2 separate regions of the Xenopus tropicalis genome follow, and region 2 is linked to region 1. The links are chromatin contacts, called in public Hi-C maps. All regions are on one chromosome and are shown on one strand. Each heading gives the region's core, a stretch centred on a gene start, on an enhancer-like site or on the middle of the called end of the contact. The rest is flanking DNA. Distances are from core to core; before and after follow the strand shown.

The links. A called contact is a pair of places that touch in the nucleus more often than the background predicts.
Region 2: a Hi-C map of tailbud embryo shows a contact between it and region 1, with 4 times the contacts expected there. The contact joins the promoter of lmbr1l here to the enhancer-like site in region 1. A contact is called at or near these places in 2 of 5 Hi-C or Micro-C datasets (gastrula embryo and tailbud embryo).

The regions. Positions count from the first base shown.
Region 1 is chr2:136,468,398-136,471,363 of UCB_Xtro_10.0, forward strand. No RefSeq gene overlaps it. Among named protein-coding and RNA genes, the nearest start is that of rhebl1, 19 kb to the left of the region's middle. Within about 2 kb of position 1,419, at least 5 of the 11 cell types and tissues checked have an H3K27ac peak or open chromatin away from gene starts, as enhancers often do. A contact at or near this core is called in gastrula embryo, where this site is marked.
Region 2 is chr2:136,551,791-136,554,837 of UCB_Xtro_10.0, forward strand. lmbr1l (protein LMBR1L) reads right to left here and starts at 1,648. Exons shown (of 17, transcript XM_002935107.4): 1 at 1,390-1,648. The coding sequence starts at 1,455.

The sequences.
Region 1 (2,966 bases), core at 169-2,668:
TTAAGCTGTTTTCCTGCTTTTGGTTTCTAAACAAGGCATCTACTGAAAATGACAGATCCCCTCATTTAAATTGGTTGGAAGAGTTCTATAACCTATTTTCTATTTTGAGGGGAAAAAGTTATGGGTTTTTTTTTTTCAGCACCAGTATTGACACTTTAATCACATAAACACAGATACCCGCAGAAATTTGCTATATTGCCTAAAGCCAATATAGTTACTGTGATTAAAAAGCTTCATAAACACAGAACTAACAAGCCTAAGGACAAGTGCTGGCAAACTCGCATAACCTCAAGAAAGGTCACTTGTTACCAGCGGTCAGAATGTGTTTTCGGACTTTGTTGTAAGCATATCACACAGCCAAACCAGCCAACAAGACACAAAAATAAAGCATATGGGAACCCCCACTGCCCCAATTAAGGTGTCTGTATTATACAGACTTTGTCCTGTGCAATCTACGAGATCAAGTAGCAAGTGGGGCCTAAAACATTTCACCTTTACTATAGTAGTGTAGCTAGTGCAGCTGTCAGGATACTCTGGGAGTTGTATTCTCTCAGTAGCTGAATAGCTGGTTGGGGTTGATGGTTGCACATCCGTTATAAAGCTGGCCATACACTGTAAGGTGGGCGATATCGGGCTAATGTGATCATTTTGCCCTAGGGCCAAATGCTAGAATTACAACTATGGCACTGTGGGCCATCAGAATGAGGACCGCATCAATGAGCCAATGCAGTCCTCGATCTGAGGGCATGGCTGTTTTTTTGGCCAGATGTCGTTTGAGTAGGCCCATGGAAGAACCCCATACACAGAGGCTGCCAAATCAGTCTGAAGGACTGGCCACCTTAACACTAGCCAAATGATATGAGAAGGAAATTCACGAACAAATCATAATTAACAGAAACCGTTCCAGTATTAGTGCTTTATTTTTAAGTGTGTGTGTGTGTGTGTGTGTATATAGGTATGTGACCTGTTATTCAGAATGCTCTGGACCTGGGCTTTTCTATATAAGGGGTCTTTTTTAATTTGGATTTCCATACCTTAAGTGTACTTAAAAAAATCATTTAATAGGATTGTTTTACCTTCAATAAGGATTAATTATATCTTAGGATAAAGTACAAGGTGAAAAAGAAATAATGAAAAAAAAATAATTAGAATAATTAGAATTAGTGTTAAGAAATGGCCAAATAGTAATAATCTAATTAGATGGTTTAAGAGGTGTCCGATTTCAAAGTAGTACGTGACACTAAAGTTGGTAGCAGAGTGCACGTAGCACACTTTATAGCCATAAGTAGTTCTTTTTTACCCAGACACCAATATAGACACAAACACACCAGTCTCTCTGTTGGTAAACAAATGTCTTTCTACAAGCCACCCAGTAACTGACTTCCTACCGGAGGGGGAGGGTGGCCTGACCTCATAGTCTCCTGTCTTTGTCTTGAGTGGTATCCCCGGGTGTGTGTGCCTGAGGGAGGTGGGGAGGGGTTGTCCGAATTTAGGATGGATTAACATTATACCCTTTTAGACTGACCAAGGAATGTTTAGGGCAGTTACTAAATGAAGAGGTTGGGGGTAGGGTGGCAGAAGGAACTTGGAGCATTTATCATGTAATTCCAAGAATTCGAAGGAAAAGGAAGAGCACTTTAGAGGAAAAAAAACACATGGGCAGAATGTTACCTAACTGGTTGAAGGAACCAATCCTAAGGTGTCGTGTCGTACCGTGTTGTATAATATTTATTGTATTTATATAAAAAAAATAATAGATACCGTGAGAAATTACATTTCCTTCAGCATGAAAGGTAGCAAAGTACAGATACTACGGCATGTAGATACACACAGATAACAAAAAAGCTGAAAATTTAGAGAATTTCTACAAAAATTTCTAAGTTTCAAAATATTTCTACAAAATACTTGGGTTGGAAGTTGTAGATTTCTGGTTTACCATTAGGTTTAGTTGTATCTTGCCTCGCTAGCTCCAAGCATGCTTGTGTTGTTTCATGGGAATAAATGCCAGTGGCTGGAGCCTTCTGTGGCACTTATGAAAAGGCTAAAATGGTAATGTTGAAGCGGTAGGTAGAAAGATCCAGAGGGGACTACGGTCAGAAGTTTAACATTTTTGTTTTTAAGGTGTTAGAAGAACTGAGGTGGGCTAACATATTGTACTGAGGCTGGAATTTTTTTTTTGTCAGCTTTCTTATGAGTTAAAGCAGTTATCAGTATCTGTCACAAGCATAGCCAATTGTGTATGATAATTAATCTCCTCTAATGCAGGAACTTTCCTTGATATTATAATTCTATAAACACTCAGAAAATACAAGCAGCCAGTGGATTTTTAAGTGTAGACATGCTTATCCATAATATTAGGCCAAGGTGAAACATACTTATGTATATGCAACATGACCTGATGAAATTATGTATGTGGCAGGGGTTGGATATCCCTATGATTGCAAAATAAGATGAAGAAACTGCTTTACAGATGCACTTTCCATTTTTATTGTTGCTTTTGCAATAATGGTATATAAAAGAAAAGTAAAGATTTCCTATGACAATACAATGGTATCCTACAGTGCTATCATTTGATAACAGTGGAAACTGAGGGACAATGAGTTTCTGGGGGGAAAGTACAGCAATATCTCCATGCCACTGATTTTAGCAGAAGGGAGTAGACACTCACTAAATGAGCAAATACTTAATTGTCAGGAAAGGCAAAAACTAAATGTGTTTTGTATCAAAGAGGAAGCTCTGATTTAATAACTCTGACTGTTAAAGCTCACTTGCAAAAAACGAGCAGAGAGCGGTAATCAATGCTCCAAAAGGGAAATTACATTATAGTTGTGTATATGAAAAAAATAGTTATACAAAGAGGAAAATGCCCACAAGGGAGTGATGTATTCACAAGTGCCCAGCACAAGGAGGAATATAGGGATCCCCTGCCCTGCCCCCAACTACCCCCTAACTTGTGTGTGAACTTT
Region 2 (3,047 bases), core at 398-2,897, 84 kb after region 1:
TGCAATGGGGCACAGTATTAGCTCCTATAGGCAGGTGGGACAGTAATAGCTATGGGTGCTAGTATTAGCTCCTATAGGCAGGTGGGACAGTAATAGCTATGGGTGCTAGTATTAGCTCCTATAGGCAGGCGGGACAGTAATAGCTATGGGTGCTAGTATTAGCTCCTATATGTAGGTGAGACAGTAATAGCTAAGGGTGCTAGTATTAGCTCCTATATGTAGGTGGGACAGTAATAGCTACGGGTGCTAGTATTAGCTCCTATATGTAGGTGGGACAGTAATAGCTACGGGTGCTAGTATTAGCTCCTATATGTAGGTGGGACAGTAATAGCTACGGTGCTAGTATTAGCTCCTATATGTAGGTGGGACAGTAATAGCTACGGGTGCTAGTATTAGCTCCTATATGTAGGTGGGACAGTAATAGCTACGGGTGCTAGTATTAGCTCCTATATGTAGGTGGGACAGTAATAGCTACGGGTGCTAGTATTAGCTCCTATATGTAGGTGGGACAGTAATAGCTACGGGTGCTAGTATTAGCTCCTATATGTAGGTGGGACAGTAATAGCTACGGGTGCTAGTATTAGCTCCTATATGTAGGTGGGACAGTAATAGCTACGGGTGCTAGTATTGCTCCTATATGTAGGTGGGACAGTAATAGCTACGGGTGCTGTATTAGCTCCTATATGTAGGTGGGACAGTAATAGGGCTTACTGGGGGGGTGCTAGTATTAGCTCCTATATGTAGGTGGGACAGTAATAGCTACGGGTGCTAGTATTAGCTCCTATATGTAGGTGGGACAGTAATAGCTACGGGTGCTAGTATTAGCTCCTATATGTAGGTGGGACAGTAATAGCTATGGGGCACAGTATTAGCTTCCATACATAGCTAAATGAGGCTCTGCAATGGAGGGGGGTTGGCTGTTTTGAGACAATCAGCACAATGACCATGAATTACAGGTTATGAAAATATAATCCATCATATAAATCAGCAAATGAAAGGACCGCAGGAAGAGCCAGGTGGCCATTGATATGACAGACGGGGGGGTAGAACACTAGGCAAATCCTTAACACTCTCATACGCTAATTCCGCTCATTACAGTACAAGCCATGGCTGCTCGGCAGAAGCTGGGAGGACACTGGGAGCTGTAGTACAGGGGAAACACTGGCTGTGCTGTACTACTGGCGCCGGGAAGGGAAAGAGCCGACGTGCAGTTTCAGTCAGTGCTGTCCCCTAGGCACCAGTTGCACTCTAGCAAACTTCTACCAGCCGATACTGCCCCAATGGGTTTAATTCACTCGCAACCCAGTGCTAAGGGCTATACTGGCAGTGTAAGTGTTAATACTCCCATTCCCCACCCCTCCCCCAGAACCAAACTAGCTCAGCACTTACGATGCATTCCCGGACCCAATCGTGAAAAATCTGCTCTCTAACTGACACATCCTGGTTCACTTCCATCTTCTGGTATCATGGCGCCTCCGTGCTCGTTCCACACCGACCAGGAGAATCGTTACTTGCGCGCAATCCCGGAGCTGCAGCGACCAGACAACCAGGGCAGCTTCAGGTTACTCTGTATCCCGAACGCCTCCGACGCTCCTCCCCACTTACACTCTCCCAATCACAAATCAAACAGCAGCATGCGCGTCATTGGCCCAGCTCCCTTTGGAGCCCGCAGTTGATTGGCCGAGACCAGGAATGACGCAGGGTGCAACGGTTGGCTGGCTGAGAGTTGGTTTAACCCTTTCTCTGCCAGCCGGTTTGGAGATTCTGGTACCTATATTGACAGACAGCTTTGGAACGTTTTGTGCTCAGTCACTTTAGGGGCACTTCCTGAGGGAAATTTGGTTTACCTATGAAAACTATATATCTTTTTTTGCAGGTTAACCTAAGCTTTCAAAATATGCTGAAACTGTTGTGTAATTCTAGTTCTGTATCAATTAAGGCTTCTAAATGTCTAACAAAGAAAACGAATCATATATATACCTATATTAGAAACTTAATTTTTTAATGCAACAGATTTGGGAAGTTCCATGTCTCCCAACACCCAAATACCACATATGTATAGTTTTATGGTAAATTCTGATGTGTATAGGGCCCAATCTCCCAGCAGTGCGCTGTCAGATTTCTAAAGCATCACTCAAGAAATCTGTATGCTTTCAATTTCAAGATCAAAAATACCACTAACAGTAATTTTATCCTTGAAAACCATCCATTTCTGGAAAGAACAGATTATGAAAAATTGAAAATGGGTGAATACATCTTTCTACTCCAAACTACCAGACTGCAATTATTTTCTAAAGTTATTGGTTTTAATAACAATTTTTAATATTTTTGAAAAATCACCACAAAGCTTCCAGTTTACAGAATCCTATCTCCCAAAGGTTATTAGGTACCAAGATAAAACATGCTAATTGTGAATGCCAGGTATGGTTGCTGATTTTTTTCACCGACAGTACTGGGCTACAGGGCTACAGGGGGAGCAGAGATGTCACATGGGGGTGGGGTGATGGGAAATGGGTGGGGCAGAGGTGGGCCTTCTTGTAAGGCAGGGGGCTCAAACTCAATTTACCGCAGGAGGCAAAGTCAGGATGAGGCTGGGCCGCATAAGGGATTTCACAAAAAACTGGCTTTCAAGGGATAATGCAAGGCACGGCGGGAGGGAGCTGCTGATTGCGGAAATGACGTTATGCCATCATAACAGTTATTATGGGAAGACGTTCTGTGTGCACAATTAGCTCCTTAGCAGCTAATTGTGCACACAGAACGTCTTCCCATAATAACTGTTATGATGGCATAACGTCATTTCCGCAATCAGCAGCTCCCGCCCGCCGTGCCTTGCATTATCCCTTGAATCGCAATAAAAATCGCGATCCATTCATTGCTTTTGAGAAGGCATTGGTGCGGGCCACAAAATACTGAACCGAGGGCCGCAAATGGCCCGCGGGCCGCGAGTTTGAGACCCCTGTTGTAAGGGGTGATCAGCAGCAGAGAGAATCAGGGAAGGGGGTGATTTATAAGTAGGTTTGCTGCTCTTAGAAACAAATAGCTGG